Regions from separate parts of the Pan troglodytes genome. Here region 1 is linked to region 2. The links are chromatin contacts, called in public capture Hi-C maps. All regions are on one chromosome and are shown on one strand. Each heading gives the region's core, a stretch centred on a gene start, on an enhancer-like site or on the middle of the called end of the contact. The rest is flanking DNA. Distances are from core to core; before and after follow the strand shown.

Evidence for each region. Capture Hi-C pulls out chosen DNA fragments and counts their contacts.
Region 1: a capture Hi-C map of stem cell-derived neural stem cells shows a contact between it and region 2, with 5 times the contacts expected there. The contact joins two enhancer-like sites. A contact is called at or near these places in 2 of 7 Hi-C or Micro-C datasets (blood and stem cell-derived neural progenitor cells) and 1 of 1 other capture datasets (stem cell-derived neural stem cells).

Annotation. Positions count from the first base shown.
Region 1 is chr12:37,679,167-37,686,321 of NHGRI_mPanTro3-v2.0_pri, forward strand. No RefSeq gene overlaps it. Among named protein-coding and RNA genes, the nearest start is that of KCMF1, 56 kb to the right of the region's middle. Within about 2 kb of position 1,480, at least 2 of the 24 cell types and tissues checked have an H3K27ac peak or open chromatin away from gene starts, as enhancers often do. A contact at or near this core is called in stem cell-derived neural stem cells, where this site is marked.
Region 2 is chr12:37,460,980-37,467,511 of NHGRI_mPanTro3-v2.0_pri, forward strand. It overlaps TCF7L1 (transcription factor 7 like 1), which reads right to left. Exons shown (of 12, transcript XM_016948878.4): 4 at 3,962-4,045. Among named protein-coding and RNA genes, the nearest start is that of TGOLN2, 44 kb to the left of the region's middle. Within about 2 kb of position 2,037, at least 2 of the 24 cell types and tissues checked have an H3K27ac peak or open chromatin away from gene starts, as enhancers often do. A contact at or near this core is called in stem cell-derived neural stem cells, where this site is marked.

The DNA.
Region 1 (7,155 bases), core at 230-2,729, 220 kb after region 2:
TCCTGCTGGAGTTGCAGGCGCTGCTTCAATCAGTGGGTTCTGGGTTCAAAAACTGACCCAGTGTAAAAACTGGGCAAAGGAGAGTGACTTTTTATTGGAGCAACTATCCTCAGCTTCATCACCCACCCTTGATTTCTTTTGATGGTTCAATTTGAATAGCACTCTGTTGGCTAATGCAAGTATTTCGCCGTTTGTTTATACCAAGTTCTATTAACCATCTCCAGAAGTGTCTTCTGAACTGACCGTTAGCGCCACTCCCACCGCCACTTGTCCTCCGTAGCTCTGGAGTCCTGGCCTGCCGGTTGCTAACTGGGCCACTTTACAGAGGCGGAAGCAAGCTCAGGGAGGGTAAACAGGAAGGGTAACTAATTTTCCTGGGATTACACAGTCGGTAAATAATGGAGGCAGCATCGACCCCAGGCAGTCTGGCCCCAGACACCACACTTTTACCCAATTCCCACAGCTGCCTGGAAAATAAATAGAAATCAAATAGATGTTAACAAGGACCTTTGGGAGTTGTCCGGCGTTTGGGCAACGGGTTGCTTTTCTGTTTCATGTTAGTCCACCGCCCTCACGTGGCCCCGTCCTGAACTTCACCCTTGTTTGGTCCCAAACTGTAAAGACCCTCACCGTGCTGGGAAACACAGCCCTGCTGGCCTCGGACTGCAGGACAGAATCCTTACCCCTCCTGGGCCTCCGTTGTGTTCTTTCCAAAATGGGATAATGGTAGCAGGTTAATGGAAATAATTAAATAAAATAGTCCATCTAAATTCCTGGATCGAACGAGGGGTCCAATAAACATTAGCTGTGCTGTTGTAGTGCTCAGTGCCTCTCTCTCAAAAGGGGGTGGCAACAGACACCCTCATACCTTTGCTGTAATGAGAGCACTGCAAAGCCAACTGCAAATATTAGGAATCGGTGTCCATCACGAGGCCAACCCCTTTCCAAGGCTGCTTGGAAAATGCTTTGCTAGACTAGCTTGGATCTTGCTGGCTTGACTCAGATCACAGTTGAGCAAATGTGCAGAAGAGGAAGAGATGAGGGAAGGCCTGGCTCAGTGTGCTCAGAGCTTCGATTTTGAGACTGTTCGGGAGGAAAAGTTCCTCACCAGACAGTGCTCCGCTACTCTTAAAGCTAGAAGGACAGAAAGATTTCTCCACAGTTGGGGTCATGGAAATGTGTATTTTCTCCAAACCTTTTTTCACTGGACCAGTTGTTGGAGCCTTCCATTTGAGACCTTGTGATGCCTTCATGGACATTATTTCTGCTCATCCACACAGCCAGCAGGGACTTGTGCAGCAGGAGGGGCAGGCTCAGAGTTAAGCAGCTGCTCCAACCTCACACGGCTAGCCTGGGCCTGATCTGGAGCTTGTCCCAGATCTGAAGCTTCCCAGGTTTGGACCTGGGTCACTAGAGCAGAGCCTCCTTGCCTCTTGGTGGATATGGAGCCAATTCACTGTGGCCGATCACCAGCCTCACAGACTAAGGGGGCAGCCCTGCCCCTGCCTACACCCCTACCACTGCTGAAGCCATCTCCTTGCCGACAAACACAAGCAGAAACTTCTCAGGATCTGCTGCCTCTTGTTCCAAGGATTAGGCGAGCTTCTGTCTTGAGACAGAAGAGGCAGCTGGAAGATCAGGGTTGTGGTTGAAGAAGGCCTAGGTAAGGTGCCATGACTCAAATGTCCCTCATGGGTGAGGGCCTTCAACTTTTGGAAACTGCAGGGGCAATTTTGGAGACAATGTTTAACTATAGTGTAAAGACTGCCAGTTTAATTTCTAATCCTGAAGAAATGTATATGTGGTCACAGGCTAATATTTCTAAAAGTCATCGAGTGACTTTACGTGTCCTAGTCCCATATTTCCCCAAAGATGACTGTCTAAATGCCCCTAAGAGAGGCTTTGGAGTTCTTTGACTTCTCTGAATTGTTGTAGTAAAGATAAGGCAGAAATTTTGAAGAGATCAGAAAGAAAAACTTTAGAACAAATCTCGTCTTTTCTAGAACTGTCTTCATTTTAATTTACTGTCATATCAGATAACATGCCAGATGGCTTTTACTGTGTCTGACTTGAGTCAGACCAGCTGGGATGGGATCCTGCCTCCAGCAGTTGTGGGCCCCAGGAACATTTATTTCATCTCAGTATCAAGCATTCCCAAAGCAGCAGGGGCTAACGGGGCCGTAGAGATTACCCCTGCAGCTGTGGGGCTGGCCAGCCACACTTCCATAGATTTGTCTGTAGGGAGACATTGAGCCACATGGATTCGGACAGGTTGTTACATACGCAGACAGCAAAAGCAAAATCAGCATGACATGTCGCTCCTTGTGTCCCTCGTCCCACAGGAGGACACAAGGCTGGAAGGTTGGGACACCAGATGGCATGGACAGTGGGTTGCCCTGCTGTGCAGCAGCCAGCTCTCAACTGCAACCGAGCACTCTACAGACTTAGCAGGCACCTGCAGACGTAACTTGTGGGAGTGGGGAGAGAGGAGGAAAGCGCTGCGCTCAACAGAAACTAGGGAGATCGATGAGAAATGGCCTTGCAGCAGTTCCGAAAGGGTGGGGAGGCAGGTGAGACCACTCACGGCAGCGATGCACAGGGCCACTTAACGCCCCTTGCTCCATGAGGAGTTGCAGGGTGTTCCACCAAGACGCAGGTCAGGTTGCCGTCGAGCCCGGTGGAGATGTGCAGGGTTGCTGGGCACCTGGCAGAGCTGGTCCCTGACACGCACTTTTATCATCAGTAAAATGGGGATGTTAAGAATACCTACCGCAGGTATGTTTGACTTTTTTTTTTTTTGAGATAAACTTTACATAAAATTCACCATTTTAACCATTTCAGTGTACAAATTAGTGGCTTTTCATATCTTCACAGAGTTATGCAACCGTCGCCATTATCTAATTCGAGAACCTCTTCAACACTCCAGAAAGAAACCCAGTGCACACGAGCTGCCACTCCCCACTCTCTCCTTGCCCAACCCCTGGCAACCACTAATCCACTTTCTGTGTCCATGGATTTGCCTGTTCTGGGAATTTCATTTAAATGGAATCATATACTCTGTGGCGTTTTGCGACTGACTTTTTTCACTTACTATGTTTGCAAAGTTCATCCAAGTTGCAGCATGCGTCAGTACATCATTCTTTTTTATGGCCGCATAATAGTCCATTGTGTAGATCATGTTTGTTTAACCTTTCATCAGTGAATGGACATTTGGGTTGTTTCCTCTTTTCAGTTATTATGAATGATGCTGTTCTGAGCATGAATGTAGGAGGTTTTGTGTGAACATATGTTTTCAATTCTCTTGGATATACCTGGGAGTAGAATTGCTGGGTCACGTGGTAATTCTATGTTTAATGTTTTGAGGAACTGCCAAATTGTTTTCCACAGGGACTGAGTATTTTATATTGGTATGCACTTTTGAAATAATAAAAAACACTCTTAACAGAGTCTGGCCCACACCATTCATTCTTTTATCCCATAAATATTTATGGAGCACTTACCGTGTGCCATGCCTTATAGACATGGAGATACAAGGGTGACTAATGGACAGCCCTGCCCTCAGGAAGCTGGCATCTATGTGTGTGTGTATGTAGGGGTGTGTGTGTGTGTGTGTGCACATAATGTGTATATGGGGTAGGGAGGATGTCAGATGGTGATAAGAGTTATGGAGAAACAGGCCAGGTGCAGTGTCTTACGCCTGTAATCCCAGCACTTTGAGAAGCTGAGGTGGGTGGATCACCTGAGGTCAGGAGTTCGAGACCAGCCTGGCCAACATGGTGAAACCCTGTCTCTACTAAAAATACAAAAATTAGTTGGGTGTGGTGGTGGGTGCCTGTAATTCCAGCTACTTGGGAGGCTGAGGCAGGAGAATCGCTTGAACCCTGGAGGTGGGGCTGGGGTGTACCGGGTGGGCCTGGGATCCCTGTTTTCATTTGGGTAGTCAGAGAAGGCCTCACCGACAAAGAGAAGGAGGCAAGGAAATATGGATCTTCCAAGAAAAGGGGACTGCAAAGGCAAAAGTCCCAGAGCTGTGGCATGCCCGAGGGACAGCAAGGTGGTCAGTGAGGCTTGGGGGAGGGAATAGAGTAGCAGGGGATGAACCCCAAAAAGGAATAAGAGCCACAGCCTGTGGGAGCCAGGGGCTGTGGTGAGGACTCCGCCTTTCCTCTGAGAGGGAGGAGCGGCGGAGGGATTGGAGGTGTAGGTTCTGACAAGATCACCCAGGTGCTGTGCTGGGACATGGAAGTGCGGGGGCAGGCATGCCACTTGGAAGCTATAGCGATGACCCTGTGGGGATATGATGGAGGCCTGGGCCAGCGGCAGCAGTGAAGATGGTGGGAAGGGGGCAGTTTCTGGAAAAGTGTGGAAATAGAGACAGCGGGATCTGCTGACGAAATGGATGTGAGGTTCAAGAAAAAGAGTAGAAAATGATTCCAACAGGTTTTGGACTGAGCAATTGGGAAGCTGTGCTATTTAGTGAGCTGGGGACCTCTTTGCTTTATTCACTGGAGAACCCCAAGTGCCTAGAACAGTGCCATGCACTTAGTAGATGCCCAAGAAACTGACTGAGTAAATGAAGAGGTGGTGGGATCCATAGTAAAGCCTCAGTTGATGTTTATTCTTTGATACCTATGGTCTCCTGACCTAGGGTGATTCCCGTCCTTCCCCAGCTCTTGAACTCCTCAGATAAAGAAACTTGAGCTTCCACGATTTTTACCAGGTCACTGACCCTCATGGAGTTTTGCCAGAATGACTTAGAAGTATTTGAAGCAGGATGGGGCTAATTAAATCAATGTACTGTGTTTGCGTAGAAGTTATCTGGCTCTGTCTTTGCTCCCAAGCAAATCCCACTCTTTCTTTCCTTATTTATTTATTTATTTTTTGACAGAGTCTCACTGTGTCGCCCAGGCCGGAGTGCAGTGGCGCGATCTTGGCTCACTGCAACCTCTGCCTTCCTCAAGTGATTCTCATGCCTCAGCCTCCCGAGTAGCGGGGGTTACAGTCACCCACCAACGCCCCTGGCTAATTTTTTGTACTTTTAGTAGAGACAGGGTTTCACCATGTTGGCCAGGCTGGTCTTGAACTCCTGTCTTCAAGTGATCTGCCCGCCTTGGCCTCCCAAAGTGCTGGGATTACAGCTATGAGCCACTGCGCCTGGCCCAAATTCCACTATTGGTCACCTTTGGGTCCCTGTTATGTTGGTTGCCTTCTGAGGCACCTGCCATTTTTTTATGGTTACTTCACACCAGGCACTGTATTAGCACATTATTTAATACTATGATTAGCTACATTTAAGAATGAGACAATAGGCATACTGTTTAATTAAAGTTAATTAACTTGGCCAAGATCACACAGCTAGTAAGCGGTAGGGCCAAGATTGAAACTCACGTCTGTGCTTGTAACCACAGCACTTTATCTTCTCCCTGTTCTGGGTGGATATTTACTTGTCAGGAAGGTTTCCATGGGAACTCCTGCACCCAGAGAGCAATTAGACCTTTCCAATTCTAAGCTTTAATTCCAGAGTTCCATTCTCCAGGTTTTCCCTAACTTCACCTCCAACCCAGCTTGATTTTGAGTCCCATCCACTGCCCTTGACACAAAAATGTGCATCTCCTTATCCCCACCGTGAATTCCAAGTTCTAACATCTGATCAAGCAACACCACCATTTTCCCTTTTTCTTTCACAGCGCAGGCAATGTCAGTAATCCAGGAAATTCCGCAAATTTTACCTCCCCAGAATTGACCTACCAATTATTACCCATGACTTGCCTCCTAGTCCAAGCATGATCTGGGTACTTTTGAGGTAAGAGAGAGAATCCCAAGAGAGAGAACCCTAATTTCTAATACAGAAGATTCACATCCATTCTCATGATTCATTGTAATTTTTCCAGCCACTTCTTTTTACAAACTTAATTCCATTCTTTCTCCCAGCCAACATCTGTTATGGCTGGCTACAGAATTTATAAGCATCTAAAAGCTATCTTACAAACACTTCATCAAATGCTGTCTACTTGAAATGTAACAATGTCTAAAATGTGTGCCTTACAACAGTATAAGATGTGAAAAGTGCTATTTGTTGCAACCTTTACATTTTAGGATTAGTGGAGTAATCAACCAACCCACCCCAATCCTTGGCGGCCAGACTACCAGAGCTGAAGGCAGTTTGAAAGACAGCTGTGTGAAAAGAATGTGTTGCCCAGGACCACTGGACAAGCGCCTGCGAGTGGACATGGTGGGTTTTGGTTTTCTTAGGTGGACTTGTTCGGGGCTTTATAACCATAGAATGGTGAACACTTGGAAAATACTATGAAAGGATTAAAAGTTTTATCGAAATATGCCAAAAGTGTTCTTAAAAAGATCCGGCCAGGCATGGTGGCTCATGCCTGTAATCCCAGCACTTTGGGAGGCCAAGGTGGGCAAATCGCTTGAGCCCAGGAATTTGAGACCAGGCTGGGCAACATGGTGAAACTCCATCTCTACAAAAAATACAAAAATTAGCTGGGTATGGTGGCATGTGCCTGTAGCTCCCAGCTACTGGGGAGGCAGAGGTGGGAGGATAGCTTGAGTTCAGGAGGTCTAGGCTGCAGTGAGCCGAGATTGCACCACTGCACTCCAGCCTGGGAGACAGAGTGAGACCCTGTCTAAAAAAAAAAAGAAAAAAAGAAAAAAAAAAATACAATCCACCATCCTCCTCAGAACACAGTGACTTGGGGGACAACCCTAGAGCCCTAGGCTGAAGTAAAAGGCATTTGTTCAGGTAGATACTAAAAGGTAATTTTCACTACTTGCTTTTAAACCTGCCATTGGCTTGGCCGGGCGCGGTCGTTCATTCCTGTAATCCCAGCACTTAGGGAGGCTGAGGTGGGCGGATCACCTGAGGTGAGGAGTATGAGACCAGCCTGGCCAACATGGTGAAACCCCGTCTCTCCTAAAAAACAAAAAATTTGCTGGATGTGGTGGCGCGGGCCTGTAGTCCCAGCTACTCAGGAAGCTGAGGCAGAAGAATCGCTTGAATCCGGGAGGTGGAGGTTGCAGTGAGCCGAGATTGCGCCACTGCACTCCAGCATGGGCGACAGAGTGAGACTCCGTCTCAAAAACAAAACAAAACAAACACACAAAACAAAAAAAACCCTGCCATTGGCTAGAGGCAGTTGA
Region 2 (6,532 bases), core at 787-3,286:
GTTCATGCTTCTCTGCCCTTAGACAAAATAAGGGACCCCTGCTCCACCACAATGCTGAGTTATTATTTGCAGAGCACACATCTGCAATGGTTAGATGTTTGTTTGGCAGTTGGAACTACGGGTGTAGAACTTTCTTGAGAGTTCTACAGCTCTCTTGATGGGATTTTATATATTTTTCTGTCACAAACATTGAGAGTAATAAGTGATGATGAAGAGTTGATTTATTTGAATAAAAGTCTAGAAAGAAAATGGAAGCTTCAAAAGGACAAACAACTGATTATGTGTATTAATACAGTATCTTGGAGTCAATGAAAAGATTTACAGGAAGCAGAGAGTAGTCAGGCCTTGGCTGTCGGCTGTTGGTGCAAAAAAGCAGGAAAATGAGTGGAGTTAGTTATTCGATGGCGACTGGAGCGCTAAGCCGGGCTGCAGTGGAGTGGCAGAATAAAGGAGGTGACAGAGGTGTGGGAAGTCAGGCGGTAAACAATAAAAAAGAAACAGGACGGTGCTCACAGGAACAGGAAGGCTGAACACAGGGTTTTTCTTTCATTTCTCAGAGGATTGCTCTGTGCAAAAGGAAGAATGGGAAACTCAGAGTACACGTGTTAGTTTTGTTTTTTTGTTCACGACAGGGTCTCACTCTGTCACCCAGGCTAGAGTGCAGTGGCACAATCATGGCTCACTGCAGCTTCGAACTCCCAGCTCAGCCTCCTGAGTAAATGGGACTATAGGTGTGAATGACTGCATCTGGCTAATTTAAAAAATTTTGGCCAGGCGCAGTGGCTCACGCCTGTAATCCCAGCACTTTGGGAGGCCGAGGAGGGTGGATCACCTGAGGTTGGGAGTTTGAGACCAGTCTGACCAACATGGAGAAACCCTGTCTCTATTAAAAATACAAAGGTAGCCGGGCATAGTGGCACAAGCCTGTAATCCCAGCTACTTGGAAGGCTGAGGCAGGAGAATCGCTTGAACCCAGGAGGCAGAGGTTGTGGTGAACCAAGATCGCGCCATTGCACTCCAGCCTGAGCAACAAGAGCAAAACTCCGTCTTTTTTGTAGAGATCTCACCATGTTGCCCAGACTGGTCTCAAACTCCTGGCCTCAAGCAATCCTCCCTCCTTGGCCTCCCAAAGTGTTAAGATTAAAGGCATGAGCCACCATACCTGGCCACTATATGTTAGTTTTTTTTTTTTTTTTTTTGAGTCAGAGTCTTGCTCTGTTGCCCAGGCTGGAGTGCAGTGGTGCAATCTCAGCTCACTGCAACTTCCACCTCCTGGGTTCAAGCAATTCTCCTGCCTCAGCCTCACAAATAGCTGGGATTACAGGTGCGTACCACCACGCCGATTTTTTTTTTTTTTTTTTTTTGAGATGGAGTTTTGCTCTTGCTGCCCAGGCTGGGGTTCAATGGCACAATCTTGGCTCACTGCAACCTCTGCCTCCCGGGTTCAGGCGATTCTCCTGCCTCAGCCTCCTGAGTAGTTGAGATTATAGGTATGCGCCACCACGCCTGGCTAATTTTGTAATTTTAGTAGAGACAGGATTTCTCCACATTGGTCAGGCTGGTCTCGAACTCTCGACCTGAGGTTATCTGCCTGCCTCAGCTTCCCAAAGTGCTGGGATTACAGGCGTGAGCCACCGCACCCGGCCTCATGTGTTAGTTTTTAAAGAGAAATAACATTCTTGAAAAGTAGATGGAGATGCGACAATATGCAGAGAGACACTAAGAGGACCCAGCCATCTCAGGTCTTCAGGAGTGGGCTGGCAGACGGCACAGGAGAGGTAGAGGAAGGCACAGATCTGAAACAGAGATGGCTGCACTGGGGGGAGGTGCAGGGCACGAGCCAGGTCTAGGGTGGGCAGATGTGGTCCGCACATCCTCCACCAGGGCTGACTGGCACCACTAGAGGGCACCCGCGCCTCGTGCTTGGCTATCCCAAGTGGGACTCTGGGCCAAAGCCACTACCCTGGCTTATGCCTGAGGTGTGGAGTGCTTGTTCAACGGCAGCTTGTGCCTTGGCGACTGGCTGCAGAACCTGCTGCCTTTCCCGGATGGCTGGTCCCGCCACTCACGGTTCCTTCCACTGTCATCCTTGCCTGACTCCCTGGTGATGGCTGTGATAATCACCTGAGAGCTGCATGTGGCATCCCACTGTAGATCCCACTGTAAACTCCCAAGGGCTCCACAGGAGCGGGTCTCCTGATTACTGGAAATCATACAGGCTCCCTGCACCCTTATTTATTTAGCTTTCTGCACATATCTTCTTTCTCTTCTGCTAGACTCTAAGCTTTTAATGAATGAGAATTATCAGTTTTTTTTTTTTTGAGACAGAGTCTCGCTCTGTCACCCAGGCTGGAGTGCAGTGGCGCGATCTCGGCTCACTATCAGCTCTGCCTCCGGGGTTCACACCATTCTCCTGCCTCAGCCTCCCGAGTAGCTGGGACTACAGGCGCCCGCCACCACGCCTGGCTAATTTTTTGTATTTTTAGTAGAGACGGTGTTTCACCGTGTTAGCCAGGATGGTCTCGATCTCCTGACCTCGTGATCCGCCCACCTCGGCCTCCCAAAGTGCTGGGATTACAGGCGTGAGCCACTGCGCCCAGCTATCAGTATCTCTTAAAATGTCCTATGAGATGAAGTAATGTCTGGGATTCACTTTAAATCCCTATGTAGCAGGAGGGAAATTCTGGGTGAAGGGAACATGGGGATTCATTATGTAATTCTCTCTACTTTGATACATCTTTAAAATTTCCTGTAATTAAACTTTAATAAACATCATAGAAGCCCAACGCCTAATACCTAGTACAGGGCAGTAACAGTGAAGTCCTATGTCTGCTCGTCTGTAAAATGCATAGGTCATGCAGGATGAGGGTCCCTTCTAACCGCATTCCCTGATTTTGAGGCTCACTGTACAGTCGGCGAGCACCAGTTAGCTTGTGGGGTGAGTGCATCTTAAGGCAAGTGTTGACCCAAGCACCCAGGAAAAGCCCAGGAAAGTAGGATATCTGGTTCTGTTCCAGGAGCATCTCTTATCAGCTTTGGGTTTCAGTCCTTTGCATGTCCTGAGGAGGCCAGAGGAACTGCTTGGATCCACTGCTCCTGTCTCCCAGGATTGTCCAGACCCTCCTTTCCAGCTGGTATTGCCACAGGGCCTGGCAGAAGAGGCTCGGCTGCCCTGAGGAGCATTTGTTTGCATACGTCCTATTGAATTCTTTCCTATAACATCCTGTACAGAAGAGCCTCTTCGGCCGGGCGCGGTGGCTCATGCCTGTAATCTCAGCACTTTGGGAGGCCGAGGCTGGCGGATCACGAGGTCAGGAGATCGAGACCATCCTGGCTAACACAGTGAAACACCGTCTCTACTAAAAATACCAAAAATTAGCCAGGCGTGGTGGCACATGCCTGTAGTCCCAGTTACTTGGGAGGCTGAGGCAGGAGAATCGCTTGAACCTGGGAGTCAGAGGTTGCAGTGAGCCAAGATTGTGCCACTGCACTCCAGCCTGGGCAACAGAGCGAGACTCCGTCTCAAAAAACAAAAAAAACAAAAACAGAAGAGCCTCTTCAACTATTGCCTGGCAGCTACGAGGGAGAAGAGGAGGCAATTCTGGGTAAGCCTCAACAGGACAGAGAAGCCACCCTTGCCCACGTGAAGTGGGCAGCGGGTTCAGATGGCAGCCGGGAAGGATCGCAGGCAGGCTTCCGTGATGAACCAGGGTGAGCAGCCAGGGCCATGGGGGTTGGGGGACGGCTATTCCAATTACAAAACATCTGAGGCGGTGTGGTGTGTGTGTTGAGGTCACAACCCAATTGTTAGCCCCAAGCACTCAGCTCTTCCTCACTGTACTCACACATTTGAGGAAACACTGTTGGACCCCATCTGCTTCAGCACGATGGCAGAAGGCAGTGGCATGGGATGAGGCCACTAATAGTGGCCCTTTGGTGCTTTAAGGTGAAACAGACTTACCAAGTGTGCTGGAGATGGTGACCTCGTGTCCTTGACTGTGGCGCTGGAGGGGACATCGAGGAGGGGCCATTTCATCTGCAGGTACTGCACAGGGAACAGAAAAGAAAAAGCTGTTGGTGAGATGAGGCCTCACAAGTACTCAAAGTTTGCTGGGCTCTGCTGTTAGGGCACCGGGGCAGGCCATTGGGGTGGCCTGCATTTTCATGCCACATGCCCTGTACTGGGTCAATTTCCAAACGATTATAACAGGAGCGAGCATATATTTACAATCACTACCAGCCTCACCACGCCCTCTGTCATTTTGGGGGGGGGGGGCACGAATGACAACTAAGCTGAACTTTAAGTGGTGGAGAGAACCGATCCATTCCAGCACAACCAATCAACATATTCAAAGAACCTACTGGTGAGGCTCAAGTCCCCTCCCTATGCTGTAGTCATGGACACGCAGGGCTGACCAAGGAGGCAGAGGCTCCCAGATGGCCATCCTGCCCCATCCATTTCCATCACTTACGACATCCACACACAATGCTCCCTACGAAACAGCCGTCCAGAAGTATCTGGGAATGAATGAATAAAAGCCATCTGCCTGACACAAAGTCATGGGCAACATCTACCCCAACTCAAGGATGCTGAGCTTTCCTTCATTATAGCGTCTCTCAACCCTGAAAAGATTACCCAGCACCCCATTCTTTCTCATGTCAGTGCAAAAAACTCAAACCAAACAGTACTTCCCCAACACACACACACACACACACACACACACACACACACACACACACACACACACAATCTCTCTCTCTCTCTCTGGCATGGCACAGTCCTTGCCAAGAGCCTGGAAAGAATGAGTTGAGTGGAGCAGCAGTCAGGAGCACTGAGAAGGGCCCTTCTGGGCTCCGGAGCCCTGCATTCATGGGTTCAGGCTCTTACTCTGCCAACATAGGCTGTGTGACCCTGAACGAGTGATTAACAACTCTGAGTCCCAGTTTCAGCATCTGTAAGGCAAGGTTATTATCACTCACGGTACAGGTTGTTCGGAGGACTAGGGACGGTGTCACATATTGAACACAGTGCCTCGCACATGGGAGACATTTGATAAATGACACCTATTATTTCCATAAGCAAACCATTAGTCTTTGCCAGGAGCAAAAGCACACATGTTGTCTTAGTGTCAACACTGACAGGTTGCTTCTGGGCAGCAGACCCGCAAGCAGCCTCTTTGCAGAATTCTTGAGACTCCTTTGAGAATGAAAGCTGTAACGGAAAGTGGTGGCCCCAGGAAGTTTCACAGAAAGAAGTCTTTGGCTGGGTGCAGTGGCTCATGCCTGTAATCCCAGCACTTTGGGAGGCCAAGGTGGATAGATCACTTGAGGTCAGGAGTTCAAGACCAGCCTGGCCAACATGGTGAAACTTCGTCTCTACTAAAAAAACAAAAAATAGCTGGGTGTGGTGGCGCAGGACTATAGTCCCAGCTAATCGGGAGGCTGAGGCAGGAGAATCGCTTGAGTCTGGGAGGTGGAGGTTGCAGTGAGCCAAGATCGTGCCATGGCACTACAGCCTGGACGACAGAGTGAGACTTTATCTCAAAAAAGAAAAAAAAAGGAGCCTTTGAATCATCCCTCACTCTGGTCATGTAATATCAGGAAAAATCAATCACAATCTGGCTCTGCTGTGTACAGGAGCAGGAGGGCGATGGGAAGAGCCCCAGAAGGCCCCTTTGCTCTTCATTCACCGTAAGTCTTGACCAAGATGGCAGGGACTGACTGGGCTTTCAAAAAGGTGTCCATGGGCAGGAACAACAACTTAAGGTCACACGTGCCACAGGCCAGACTAGCACATGGGATGGGCCAAGCAGGCCCGGTGTGGGAGACCTGGTGGGAAGTGGGAATGAAGCCCTATGAATTAGGACAGTCTTTTCACTTTGCGACCTCTGTACTCCCACCCCTCAGCCCTCAAATGGGGTCTCACCTCTGTCCCTGTCCTCTGCTGACCCTATCTTCTTCCTCCCCTCCCACCACCACCCATCCCTTGCCCTACCCAGAGCCCACACACCCGACATGAATTAACTGGGATTTCAATGCCTGTGGCCAGTTAAAAGCACTGGGCAAATATTGGTATCAATAGTTAAAACTCATTTCCACTGTGAATAACATTTGTGCTACATTTGCACTTGTCAAAGCATTTTCACACACAAAACTCAGTGTAATCTGCACATCAATCCTGCAATGACAAGTAGGGGTGACTATCCCAAATTTTAAAAGGAGCTAGGCCGGGCGCAGTGGCTATGCCTGTAATCCCAGCACTTTGGGAGGCCGAGGTGGGCAAATCATTTGAGGTCAAGAGTTCAAGACCAGCCTGGCCAACATGGTGAAACCCCGTCTCTTACTAAATATACAAAAATTAGCTGGGCGTGGTGGCGTGTGCCTGTAGTCCCACCTTCTTGGGAGGCTGAGGCAGAAGAATCACTTGAACCCGGGAGGCGGAGGTTGCAGTGAACTGAGATCACACCACTGCACTCCAGCCTGGGTGACAGAGTGAGACCTTGTCTCAAAAAAAAAAAAAAAAAAAAGGAGC